2 separate regions of the Callithrix jacchus genome follow, and region 1 is linked to region 2. The links are chromatin contacts, called in public Hi-C maps. All regions are on one chromosome and are shown on one strand. The core of a region is the stretch at or near the end of the contact, and the rest is flanking DNA. Distances in the headings are between cores, read along the strand shown.

Region 1 (5,976 bases), core at 3,465-5,964, 62 kb before region 2:
AAATCATCCCAAGGAACCAATGACCATAATAAAAATGCGGGTCCCCTGGGGAAGTTGCATTTTAATATTAATTATTCACTCAAGAAGAAAAATAGCTAAAACCTAAATAATATACTCTGGTACCATAGTATGAGTATATGCCATGAGAAGCCAGGGGAAGCAACAGATAAGTTTACCAGAGGTTTTTGATAGGGAACTGGAAAGACTTTTCAGAAAACAGAAAATTTGAAGCAAGGCCTTGAAAGGTGAGTAGAAATTCACTCAGAGGAAAGGGTACAGGAGCTGCAGGGCACCAAGCCAGCAGCTATAAGAGATCAGTTTGCTGTGTCTGGTGGGGCCAGTTGATGGTGGGAAGGAGCAAGAGATTCAGTTGACTAGGAGAGAAGGGCCTTGGGTGCAAGGCAAGGGAGTCCTTACTTTATGTTTAAGGCCCCAGGGATCATAGAGTGTTCAACCAGGGAAGCGACACCTTGTAGAAGACGACTCTGGGGATGAAGAAATTAAAACATCCCAGGGATAGGTGTTTATAATTTCGAGAATGATAATAGCCACTCACATGTGAAAATTATTTTTAAAAATCTCAAAATGAAACACTTTCAAGAAAATTAATCTATTTCTAACATCGGTTCTGTGAGGTCAGTAACCTCATCCCACTTTTACAGAAGGGAAGGCAGGCTTCAAGTCACATGCATCTGTCCACTGTAAGTCCAGTGCCACTCTTCAAGCACACATCTCCAGATAATGATCTCTTGGACAGTGGCGAGTATATAAACAGATCCTGGACTTCTGCCCTGGGTGGGAGTCGAGACCAGCTGCTCTTTGAGTCTGATATAACTTTGAGATGGTAAAATTCTGCAAGTCAGGGGCAGGACTGGCTGTCTCATGGGGCCGACAGGCTGAGCCGTGGGTGGTCAGGAATGTTTCAGGACTTCCTGGGCCAGTGTTCCAGGTCGGAGTGTCTAGATTAATGATCCATCTCCAGGCAGACTGAGCCGAGGCCCTGACGCCAAGTGTGGGGCATCGATTAGACTTTACACTCTGAGTTTGCTTTCATGTTAAGCCCTCCAGGTGGGCTGGGGCCTAATAATTAACATTCTCTGAGCCCCACAATATGAGTGAGCTGGAAGAAGAGAGAGCAAGTCTCTGAGAGTGACCCCATTGGTGGTAGGGGTGGATCCCCCAAAGCCTCAGCATGGCCACTTGGCAGATGGCCACATCTACCCAGCCAACACTCTCATCCTGCCTGGAGTTTACCCAATGAGTGAGTTTGGTCTGACCTTGGAGCTTCACAACATTTCTATGGGGAAATAGCACTAGGATTATTATCCTCACTGTAGAGATGGGGAAACTGAGGTCCAGAGGAGTGCAGGGGATCCCCTAATGTCAGAGGGATCAGGATCGGAACTCAAATCTCCGGCTTCCCTCTCTGCCATCTTTCCAGTGCAAGAGGCTGTCTCTTTCAGGGATGTTAGACCCTCTTTGCCCCTTGAGGAAAGAAGACAGAAGGATGATAAGGTATTGTAAATTTTACAAGAGAAATCATTGCAGAAGGGCCCTGTTATTTGTTCACACACTGATTCAACAAATACTGGAATCTTCTGATCCATAGTCAGACGCGTTATCCATTGCGCCACTGGCCCACCCAGAAATACTGAACACCCAGTATCTTCCAGCTACTTTGCAAAGTGCTGGGAGTAGCAAAAAATAGTCCCTGGCATCAAGAATCTGATAATGAGGCAGGAGGGAGAGACGAGTGGTGTGCCGGGGAGAGATAGGTATGCAAATACTGAGGTCAGTGAGGCGTCCTGGTGTTCTAAGTAGTAAGCATATTTGACATATTTAATAGTAAATACATTTAATAGTATAGAGCACTTTGGCTGCAGAGTAGGGTTTGAGTAAGAAAGCATGGGAAATGAGGATGGAGAAATAAGCAAGGAACAGGACAACTAGGCCTTCTAAGCCAGGGCAAGGGGACTGAACTTACCCTAAAGCATTCAAGCAAGAAGGCATCAGGGTCAGAGCTGCATTTTAGGATGCCCCCTCCTCTGCTGTGTTGAAGATGTCTTTGGGGAAATGAAGAAGGCACTATCTGGGAGGCAAAAGATGGTAGTAGCCTACTTTGATCGGGTTTTAGCCACAGAGGACATCAAAAACTTTTATCTGGTCTGGAAAAGCCTCTGTGTGGGGAATTTCCTTATTATAAAAAAAAGTATGTCCTATGGTTGCCAACTTATGGCAGGGTCCCTGGATGTGGCCCATTCCACACTCCTCTGACCTAAGAAAAAGCCACAGCATTCTTTTCTCTTTTCGCATTATAGAATTCTCCATACCACTCTACCCACTTCTGCAGGTTCACATTTTCCCGTAGTGGGTTCCCCACTGCTACCAACACATGGCGGCAAAGCACTACACCTCTACAGTCCTCCGCTTTGACCTTGGATGATTGCACGTTATGTGGCCTTCCCCTTTCATCAGGTATAGATTAACTGAGCATCTACTATGTGCAGACATTTCTAGGCTCTGTAGATCTGGCCTCTACCCTCAGCACTATGGGCCCCTATGGTTAAAGCCTAAACTCCTCAGCCCAGCATTTCAGGGCCTTCTTAGATGAACCCCAGCTGACCCCACATTCTCCTTCTCTCCCTCCAGCACTCTGTACTTGTCATGCTTATTATTCTCCAAATACCCTATGCTATTTTTTCAAAATAGAAATCTTTTTATTAAAATGCTAATATACACACTCGAATTCAAATAATACCAAAGGTAGAAAATAGAAACTAAAATTTGTCCTCTCCCTTTTCCCAGCAACTACCCTGTAAATCCCAATTCCCAGAGATGAGCCCCATTAACATTTGGATAAATATCCTCCCAGATTTGTTAAAAAACTTTCCCTGCCCTCACACACCAACTTTTGCAAACTACTGTCTGTTCTTCAAGACTTGTGACACTGCCATATTCTCTCCTCTGAGAAGTTGTGTGTTTCCACAGAGACACAATGCTCACATCTGACATAGCACCTGCCACTCTCTACTAAAATCATCGGTGCACACATTGCGCCTCCATCACGTTGAGTGTGAGACTGTGACCTGAGATCATTGTCTCTGTGAGGACACAGCTGTGGCAGTCTCGATCATTGGTATAGTCACCACGCCTAGCATGTAGTAGGCCCTCAATAAGTATCTATAGAAAATATGGGTGGGTGGGTGGATGGATGGATGGATGGATGGATGGATGGATGAATCAACGGACGGACAGATGGATGGGTGGGTGGATGGATGGGTGGGTGGATGGATGGGTGGATGGGTGGGTGGGTGGATGGATGGATGGATGGATGGGTGGATGCATGGGTGGATGGGTGGGTGGATGGATGGGTGGATGGATGGGTGGATGCATGGGTGGATGGGTGGGTGGATGGATGGGTGGATGGATGGATGGGTGGATGGATGGGTGGATGGGTGGGTGGATGGGTGGCTGAGTGGGTGGGTGGGTGGGTGGATGGATGGATGGACGGACAGCAAACACGCCTGTGGGATGCTCCACAGGACACATGTATGGAGTTAGTGTTGGCAATAAGGAGTGGAAAGGACTTTAGCTGAGGGTTAAGGACCTGGATCCTGTCCTGGTTCTGCCTTCTACTTCCTATGAAGCCTCGTATAAATGCCTTGCTCTCTGTACAACCCCATGTCCTTACCTGAAACTGAATAGTGGAGTTGTGGAGTTTCCCAGCACCCTCCCCAGCAGATGCTCCACAATGCCCAGCTGGCCGTGGCCCAGCACCTCACTTTACACCTCTGTAATTACCCACCTGCATGCCTTTATTATAGAGATCGGGGTGGGGGAGGGCTTGTTAAATAAAGGGCAAAAGGAAATTGCTGACTTGCCGAAATGACATTGTTGGCATTAACGAGATTAACTTCTGAAATGAAAAGCCCACAGAAGCAAAACCAAAACAGAGAAGGAGCCATGGCTTCCGCTGGGGGCTTCGTGGTCTCCTGCTTCAGCCTGCCTGACCTCCAACCTGGCTCCCAATCTGTCCTCACTTGGGAGGTCACAGAAGGTACCTTCCTGCCTTCACACAGGACTTCATCTCAACGGTCCCAGAAACATAGTCCTGGGCACTGAGCTCCAGATCAGGACATGGGGACGCCTCAAGGAGCTTCCAGACTGTGAGAGGGGTGGGCAGGTAAATAGATACATGCAGAGCAGAGGGAAGTAGTGACTGTTGGAGCCAGACTTTGCACGGAGCCCTTCCAGCTCCAAATCTGTGTTCTTTTCCCACACATCTCTGCCATCCACACCCTTATCCTTGCCCATAAGACTTCCCTGAGCTGAATGATGAGCTATTCTCCACAAGAGCTTCTAGGAAAGGCATTTCAGGCAAAGGGAAGGGGAAGAGGCAGACACAGGAACATGGAAGAGGATGGCATGATCAGGCAATCAGGGGCAGTGCCATCTGGCACTGGGGCATGGAGGGAAGAATAGCACCTTTCCATTTGGTGTCCCTCCTGGCCACACCTCTTAAGATGAGGGATACAAGCTCTGCAGTGGCCTAGGCAGGGAACTGAAATACCACATCTCCACATTCTGCCAGAGGTGCCAATGTGTGACAGCAGAGGGAGGGAGTTGCTGCCAGACCCATGGCTGATGTGGGCTGGTACCAAGACACAAAACAGAGGCAAGAGACTGTGACAGACCCTGGCCAATACACTTTCTCAGTTTGCAATGTTTATAGTCATCAGGAGAAGCAAAGAGATACTGAGGGTGAAGGATCCAGCCCTGCTCAATGGTTCCAGACACTTCAGTGGGCAGGACAGAATGGGGACCTGATATCTGCTAACCATCCAGTCTCACAGAGAGAAGCCATCCTTATAAAAAATCCCAGAGTACATGAGAAAAATTCTTCTCCCTAGATGAACCAGGGATCTTCTCTTCCTCACCAAAAACGGTCAGCTAAATCAAATTTAAGAGGAGAGAAAGTGAGGGAAAAACATCATCTGTGCCTGGATTATTAAGTCTGTACCTCTGTAATAACCAGACACTTTACATCTACTTTCTCATTTCATTCCCAAAAGAGTCTAGAGAGAGGTATTATTTTCTCCATTTGGTAGACAAATAAACTGAGGCTCAGGGGGGCTTGCCCAAGTCCTCACAGCTAGTGACCATAAGAGCTGGACTTTGCAATGAGGCCTTTCCAGCTCCAAATCCATGTTCTCTCCCCATACATCTCCAGACCCTTGTCTTTTCCCATAAGAAGCTTACAGTCTGATTTCACTGCAGATCCAGTGGGATTTCACCAGCTTGCTAACCTGGGACTAAACGTCATGAGGACTGGAATTCTTCTGAGCTGCTGGACATGAGAACTGTCAAATGACAGGCCCAGGAGTATTTGAATCACAACTTATGTTACTAGCTCCCCTTGCCAGGAGCATTTGTGACACCCTACTTGTGAGGAATGACCATCTAAAAAACAGAATTCCAGGCACAGGACAGAGAAGATATTCTTAGGTAGGAGGCCATTCTAGCACCTGTCAAGCCTCATCCACCTGCATATGAGCCCATGCCTGGGCCTGGAGGCCACCAACACTGTCATGGGTCAGGCCTGGTCAGGTTCACTAGATGCCAGACTAGGTCACTTGGTATTAATCATTGCCAAGGGAGCAGTTAAACTGAAAGCCAGTCCATTAAAGATTAAGCTTCATCTCCATAGCCCTCAGGGAAAGGAAGCTTTGGATGGGGAAACAGGTCCTATTCCAGGAGGTCACCTACTGTGAACTTCTCCCTGGAGAGCCTATGGTGAGGAATCAAAAGGCCTGGATTCTGCTCCTGACTCCATTCTCCATCTGCCAGGGGCCTTGCACAGGGTAGTTCCCCAACTCCGAGCTCCTGTTTTTACCTTTGATGAATGGAGAAAACTTGATAAGTGGATTTGTAGAGATGCTCTAGCATGGGTTGCCTTGAGAATGGTCTATACATGTT
Region 2 (6,019 bases), core at 3,370-5,869:
ACTGCTAACCCAGGTGAGGGAGTAGGGGAAGAGGGTGTGGAGGAGATAGAGCCTGAGATTGGGTAGGAAGGAGCAGGACTGGGATAGGAGTCAGAGCTGGAAGTCAGGCCAGGTCAGGCCCAGTGTGACCAATAGCCAGGGCAATAGCCTTGCAGGAGGGCAGCCCTCAGGCCTGAGCAAAGCTCCTCCTTTCAGGAGGCTAGAGCAGGTGAGCGCCTCATCTCCCTCCCTGAGAGATGCCCCTCAGCAGCACCGGGCCCCTGGATCTGCTCAGGAGGCAGACTTTGTTGGTTTAGTTCCATTACAAGCCTTTCTGCTCCTGCTGCAGCTGTTACAGCCTACAGATTCCTGTTACCAATCTGATCAAACAACTTAATTAAAACGCAATAAAAGGAAAGTGAGCCAGATGTGCCCCAGGAGAAAGGAGGCAAGCTACGAGTCCCCTGACTCTCTCTCTTGAGCCCTGTGCTCTTCCCCATCCTGCCTAAAAGCTCTGAGCAGGCTCTGGCCAAGGGGCTCAGAACTCCAGTGTCAGGTATAGAGGCTCCTAAAGGTGATCTGCTCCATGAGCCTCTTCATACTGATGACGTGGAACCTCAGTTCTTACTCAGGTCCAGAGAGGACAAGTGAATTACCCACAGCTACCTCATGAGATGTTAACAGAAGCAGGATAAGTCTCCAGGCCTTAGGACCAATCATCATACAGGGTTTCTCTCACTATTCCATGGTGAGGGGGAAACATGGTTTGAAAACACTGAGACCCTTGCTCTTGAGTCTCAAGGAACACTCTCTCATGAGGTCCCAGACTTAACATTTATTTATTTGGTAACAGCTTTATGGAGACATAACTCTCATACCCTATAACTAATGGTTTTTCATATAGTCAGAGTTCAACCATCACCATTATAGAAAATTTTCATTACTCCAAAAGCAAACCCAGTAGCTTTTAGCTGTGGCCCCACCATTGCCCCCCTTTCTCCTAGCCCCAGGCAACCACCAGTCTACTTTCTGCCTTGCTGTATTTGCTGATTCTGAACATTTCATACAAATGGAATAATATAACACATATCCTCTTGTGACTGGCTTCATTTGGCACAGTGTTTTCAAGATTGATTTATGCTATCTTGGACAGAGCATGTATTAGTAGTTCATTTTGTTTTATGACCAAATAATATTTCATCATATGACTATAACATGTCTTTTAAAAGTATATATTTAAGGCATATGATATGGTATTTTTCTATATCACATTTGGTTAATTTATTCATAAGTTGATGAACATTTGTGTTGTTTCCACCTTTTGGCTATTATCAATACTGCTGCTATCAGCCTCTATGTAGAAGTTTCTGTGTCAATGAGTGTCTTCAGTTCTCTTGGGTATAAGATCAAGGAATAGAAAAACATCTATTTATTCTTGCATCTAATTAAGAATATCAGTAACAGCACTGGTGAAGATCTGAAGACACTATTGCACACACTGACTCACAGAAAGTGAGGGGGACAGGAATCTGGGTGGAGAAAGAGAGGCACAGAGAAGCTAATTGTTCCGCCCCAGTCATCACAGCCACCACGTGCACCATGGAGGAGGAGGTCAGAGCTGACACTCATGACAATTAGCCAACAAAACTTTTATAATTTTAGGAAACAAAGATAGCAGGAAACTTTTGTTTAAAATACAGGAGGGGAAGATGTTTTAAATCCACACACATATTTACACACAGCATTATTTTAAATTGATTGAGCTCTTTCTTATCCACTCTCTGACTTGCGTCTTCTAATTCTCCAATGAGGACCTTGACCCTCCCTCCAGTGGAATTCAGTTCTCACTTCCCCTGATGCTGAGCAGCAGAGTGGTGACTTTGTAGGGAGTTTTGAGCTCCAGAAAGTGGAGGCTCTTTAAAGGACGTCTCTTGTCACAGCTGCAGTCTCAGAGCTCTGTGTGTGGGAAGCAGGGAGCTGTCCTGTGCTCTCATACACGCCATCTGGGTACTCCGGCCTGCTTGGTATCTTTCACCAAGTATGTGTGTAGCTAAGAGGGTGAGGCTGCTCCAGACACCCAGGAAGTTGAACCATATGAAATTGCCAACATGCATTCACTCGTGACCTACAAAACGCAATTTCATGTGGCACACGAGAGTCAGCCTACCAGTCTCTGGTGTCCCCTTACTCCCAATTGCCCAGATCTTGTGCTCTGGAAAACCTTTCTGCCCCTCCAGCCCTGCTTCATCTTCCTCACTCAACCTTTGAGGCCCACTGGTCTCCCTGCCTCCAATTTGCCCTCTCCAATTCATGTCCTGGATGAGCACAGATCTACTCCTGTCACCTTAAACTTCAAATCTTGCAATGACTTCTTATCACCTGGTACATAGAATGGATGGATTCCACAGCCTGGCCAGAAACACAACTTCAGCTGCTGCCACTTGCTTTTCCCTGCAGCCATGGGTAACTGCTTGCAGGCCCCTGCAGGTGTGCTCTTACACCGCAGTGCCTTGGCACCTGGTCTTCCTCCACTTGGAAGGCATGTGCACCTCCTTCATTCAGCTACCTCTGACTTATTTTTCAAGACCATCTCCCAGGAGTCTTCCCTGGGCCTCTGGGCTGTGTCAGGAGCTCTTCCTCTCTGCTTTCATTTCCTTGTGCTTCTTTCTCTCCTGGCCCTCATCATCTGTATTTTAATGGCCTCTTTGCATATCTGTCCCTGTCTGTCTCCTTCTCTAGGCCGTGGGCTCCTGACAGTATCATCTAACTCATCGTCAGTTTCTATTTTCTGGATAGGAAAAGACGGCAAACTTTTTTAACAGAACCAAGCAGGGGTGCCTGCGCTTCCCTTTCTTCATTTGCTGGAAACGGTTCAAAAGCTTAGAGCTTTCCCCCTGGCCTTCTCTAAGTCTCGTTTGCCTCTTGAGGATGAGAAGGTTGGTTTAAGGGTCTTTTAATTCTTGGGGTCACTGGTCATCAGAGAGATGCAAATCAAAACCACACTGAGATACCATCTCACGCCACTTAGAATGGCGATCATTAAAAAATCTGGAGACAACAGATGCTGGAGAGGATGTGGAGAAAAAGGAACACTTTTACACTGTTGGTGGGAGTGTAAATTAGTTCAACCATTGTGGAAGACAGTGTGGCGATTCCTCAAGGCCTTAGAAATAGAAATTCCATTTGACCCAGCAATCCCATTACTGGGTATATATCCAAAAGACTATAAATCGTTCTACTATAAGGACACATGTACACGAATGTTCATTGCAGCACTGTTTACAATAGCAAAGACCTGGAATCAACCCAAATGCCCATTGATAATAGACTGGATTGGAAAAATGTGGCACATATACACCATGGAATATTATGCAGCAATCAGAAATGATGAGTTTGTGTCGTTTGTAGGGACATGAATGAATCTGGAGAACATTATCCTCAGCAAACTGACACAAGAACAGAAAATGAAACACCGCATATTCTCACTCATAGGCGGGTGATGAAAAATGAGAACACATGGACACAGAAAGGGGAGTACTAAACACTGGGGTCTATTGGGGGGAAAAGGGGAGGGCCAGTGGGAGGGGGAGGTGGGGGGGGATAGCCTGGGGAGAAATGCCAAATGTGGGTGAAGGGGAGAAGCAAAGCAAAGCACACTGCCATGTGCGTACCTACGCAACTGTCTTGCATGCTCTGCTCATGTACCCCCAAACCTAAAATCCAATAAAAAATTAAAAAAAAAAAAAAAAGAAACTGGTATATCAATCCTCACTCTTCCAGAGACAGACACAGGGATCCTGCGTGGGTCCAAGAACATAGATAAGAAGGGATTACTTAAATGGAAGATTGCAAGGAATTTTGAGGATGATTATTTTGTTTTCTTTCCTTTTTTCTTTTTCTTTTCTTTTTTCTTTTTCTTTTCTTTTTTTTTTTTTAATTCAGTTGGTGTTTGCAGAGTACCTACCAAGCGCATGCCTGCGCTAGGGGTGACACAAGGTATACACCACCGCTTTCTGAATGTTCTGTGATTGCTATCTCCTCAGCCCCACTCCGGTCCCTCTGAGCACTGTTCGCTCTTGCCAGGATCCGCGGGACGGATGCGTTGGGCGAGGCCAGTCCACATTCCCAAATCTGTCCCTGTCACCCGGTCCGTATCTGCCGCTGAGCCCGCGGAGGTTGGCCGAGCCGGGTCTCAGCCCGGGCGCCCTCTGGCGGCCGCACGAGGAAGCTGCGGCCCGGTGGCGCCCGGCGAAGGGAAGGGGGAGGGTTGGGGGAGGAGGAGGCGCGGGCAGGGGAGGAGAGGAAAAAGTTGCGCTGGGAAGTTTGGAAAGTTGGGAAGTGGCTGCTGCGGGCTTCGCCTCCCTCCGCGCGCGTGTGTGAGGGAGCGAGCGAGCGAGCGAGCAAGAGAGGAGCGAGCGAGCGCCTGCCATGCCCATCAGACCCCGCCTCGCCGCGCCCGGGCGCGGAGCTGGCCCCGACTCCCAGTCGCCCGGCCCGGCCCGGCCCGGCCCGGCGCGGCCCCGGCCCCCCGCCCCCTGCACCCCGCGCCAGGTCCTCCCCTCCCCCGCCCCAGCGGCCCCAGCCCCCCGCCCGGCCCGGCTCCGCGCCGCTCTCCCGCCCTCCTCTCTCCCTCCCTCCCAGCCGCGGAGCAGCATGGCGGAGCCCGGGCAGCGGCCGCGCGGCCGCCCGCCGCCCCTCTGAGCCGGGCTTGGGGGCAGCCGGGCGCCCCAGAGCCTCCCCCAACCCCTGCCGCGCCCTCCGTCGCACTTGTCCCACTGCGCGCCCCGTGGAGCACCGCGCACCCCTGGGACCCTTTCGCGCCCTGGGTGCCCAGCATAACCCCGGGACCCGAGCGCACCCTGGGCTCTCGGTTCTGCCCTAGGAACCCCGCGCGCCCCTAGACCCCGACGCAGCTCCGGGACACCGCGCGCCCCAGGACCCCAACACGCCCTCAGCACCCCGGTGCTCGGCCAGCAAGGTTGAGCGCCCTGGGGAGGGGCCCAGCCCTAGAGGGTCCCCCTCTTCCAACAGACGGAGCCCCGCCCCAGAGAACCCCCCAGGTCCGACTGGGACAGTCAGCCACGCCCCAGAGGGCGCCCAGCATCCCGCGGCTGGAGTCCGGTGCTCCGGAGGAAACTCCGTTCCCAGCTGGGGGCTCCCCACCCTGCTGACGGGCGCCGCCCAGGAGAGTCCCCCGCGCCCCGCGGGCCCCGGCAGGATGCACACCGCCCTGGCGGGGCCGCTGCTCGCCGCCCTCCTCGCCACCGTTCGCGCCCGCCCGCAGCCCCCGGACGGAGGACAGTGCCGGCCGCCCGGATCGGTGAGCGAGCGCCTGCCCGGCCACTCTCCCGCCCGCCTGGGTACTCCAGCCCCGTGGGACGATGGTTTGGGTCCGGCTTCCGCACCCACCTTAGCCCACCCACTCCACCTCCACTGGCTGGGCGCAGCCTCGGGCGCCCTTCCTTCGCTCCTGCCCGTCCGGGCTCCAGCTCCGAGCCAGGAGCGAGAAGGGGCGCTCCCTCTCCTGTTCCTCTCCACACGCTGCGGCTCTCGGGCTTTCCTCTTGACTTGTGGTCCTGCCTGGATGCTTCCTCCCTCTGCGCCCCTTTTTGACTCTCCTTCCTCATTTTTTTCTCTACACTTCTGGTCTCTCTGCCCGCTTCTGATGGTGTCTTTCTAGCGTTCCTTGCCCTTTTCCTGACTTCCATCCAACAACCCTTTTGCTCTCCCATTCACACACTCTGCCCTCTCCCAGGCTTCCCTCCCTCTCCCTGCCCTCCCACTCTGACCTAAGACAAACTTTCTCCCTGCTGCTGGTTCTCACCTCCATCTCTGCAGCCCAAGTCCCCAGCACCTACTCTCCCAAGCATCCACATTTCGTTAAAAAGGGGGACGATTTCAGAGGAGAGGAAAAGGCAATGCCAGGAAGTGCTGGCCTAATATTTCCTGGGGGGTCGAATAATTACTGGTTCTCCTAATTTTCTGTCCAAAACAAAGAATCTCTTTATTTCCTTCAGTATCTTTCCCTCTAAGTGTAAAT

What was found. A called contact is a pair of places that touch in the nucleus more often than the background predicts.
Region 1: a Hi-C map of induced pluripotent stem cells shows a contact between it and region 2, with 1.6 times the contacts expected there. The contact joins the enhancer-like site here to the promoter of TRABD2B in region 2. A contact is called at or near these places in 2 of 3 Hi-C or Micro-C datasets (induced pluripotent stem cells and skeletal muscle).

The regions. Positions count from the first base shown.
Region 1 is chr7:84,803,924-84,809,899 of calJac240_pri, reverse strand. No RefSeq gene overlaps it. Among named protein-coding and RNA genes, the nearest start is that of TRABD2B, 63 kb to the right of the region's middle. Within about 2 kb of position 4,714, at least 2 of the 16 cell types and tissues checked have an H3K27ac peak or open chromatin away from gene starts, as enhancers often do.
Region 2 is chr7:84,742,102-84,748,120 of calJac240_pri, reverse strand. It overlaps TRABD2B (TraB domain containing 2B), which reads left to right and starts at 4,619. Exons shown (of 7, transcript XM_035251404.3): 1 at 4,619-5,299. The coding sequence starts at 5,198.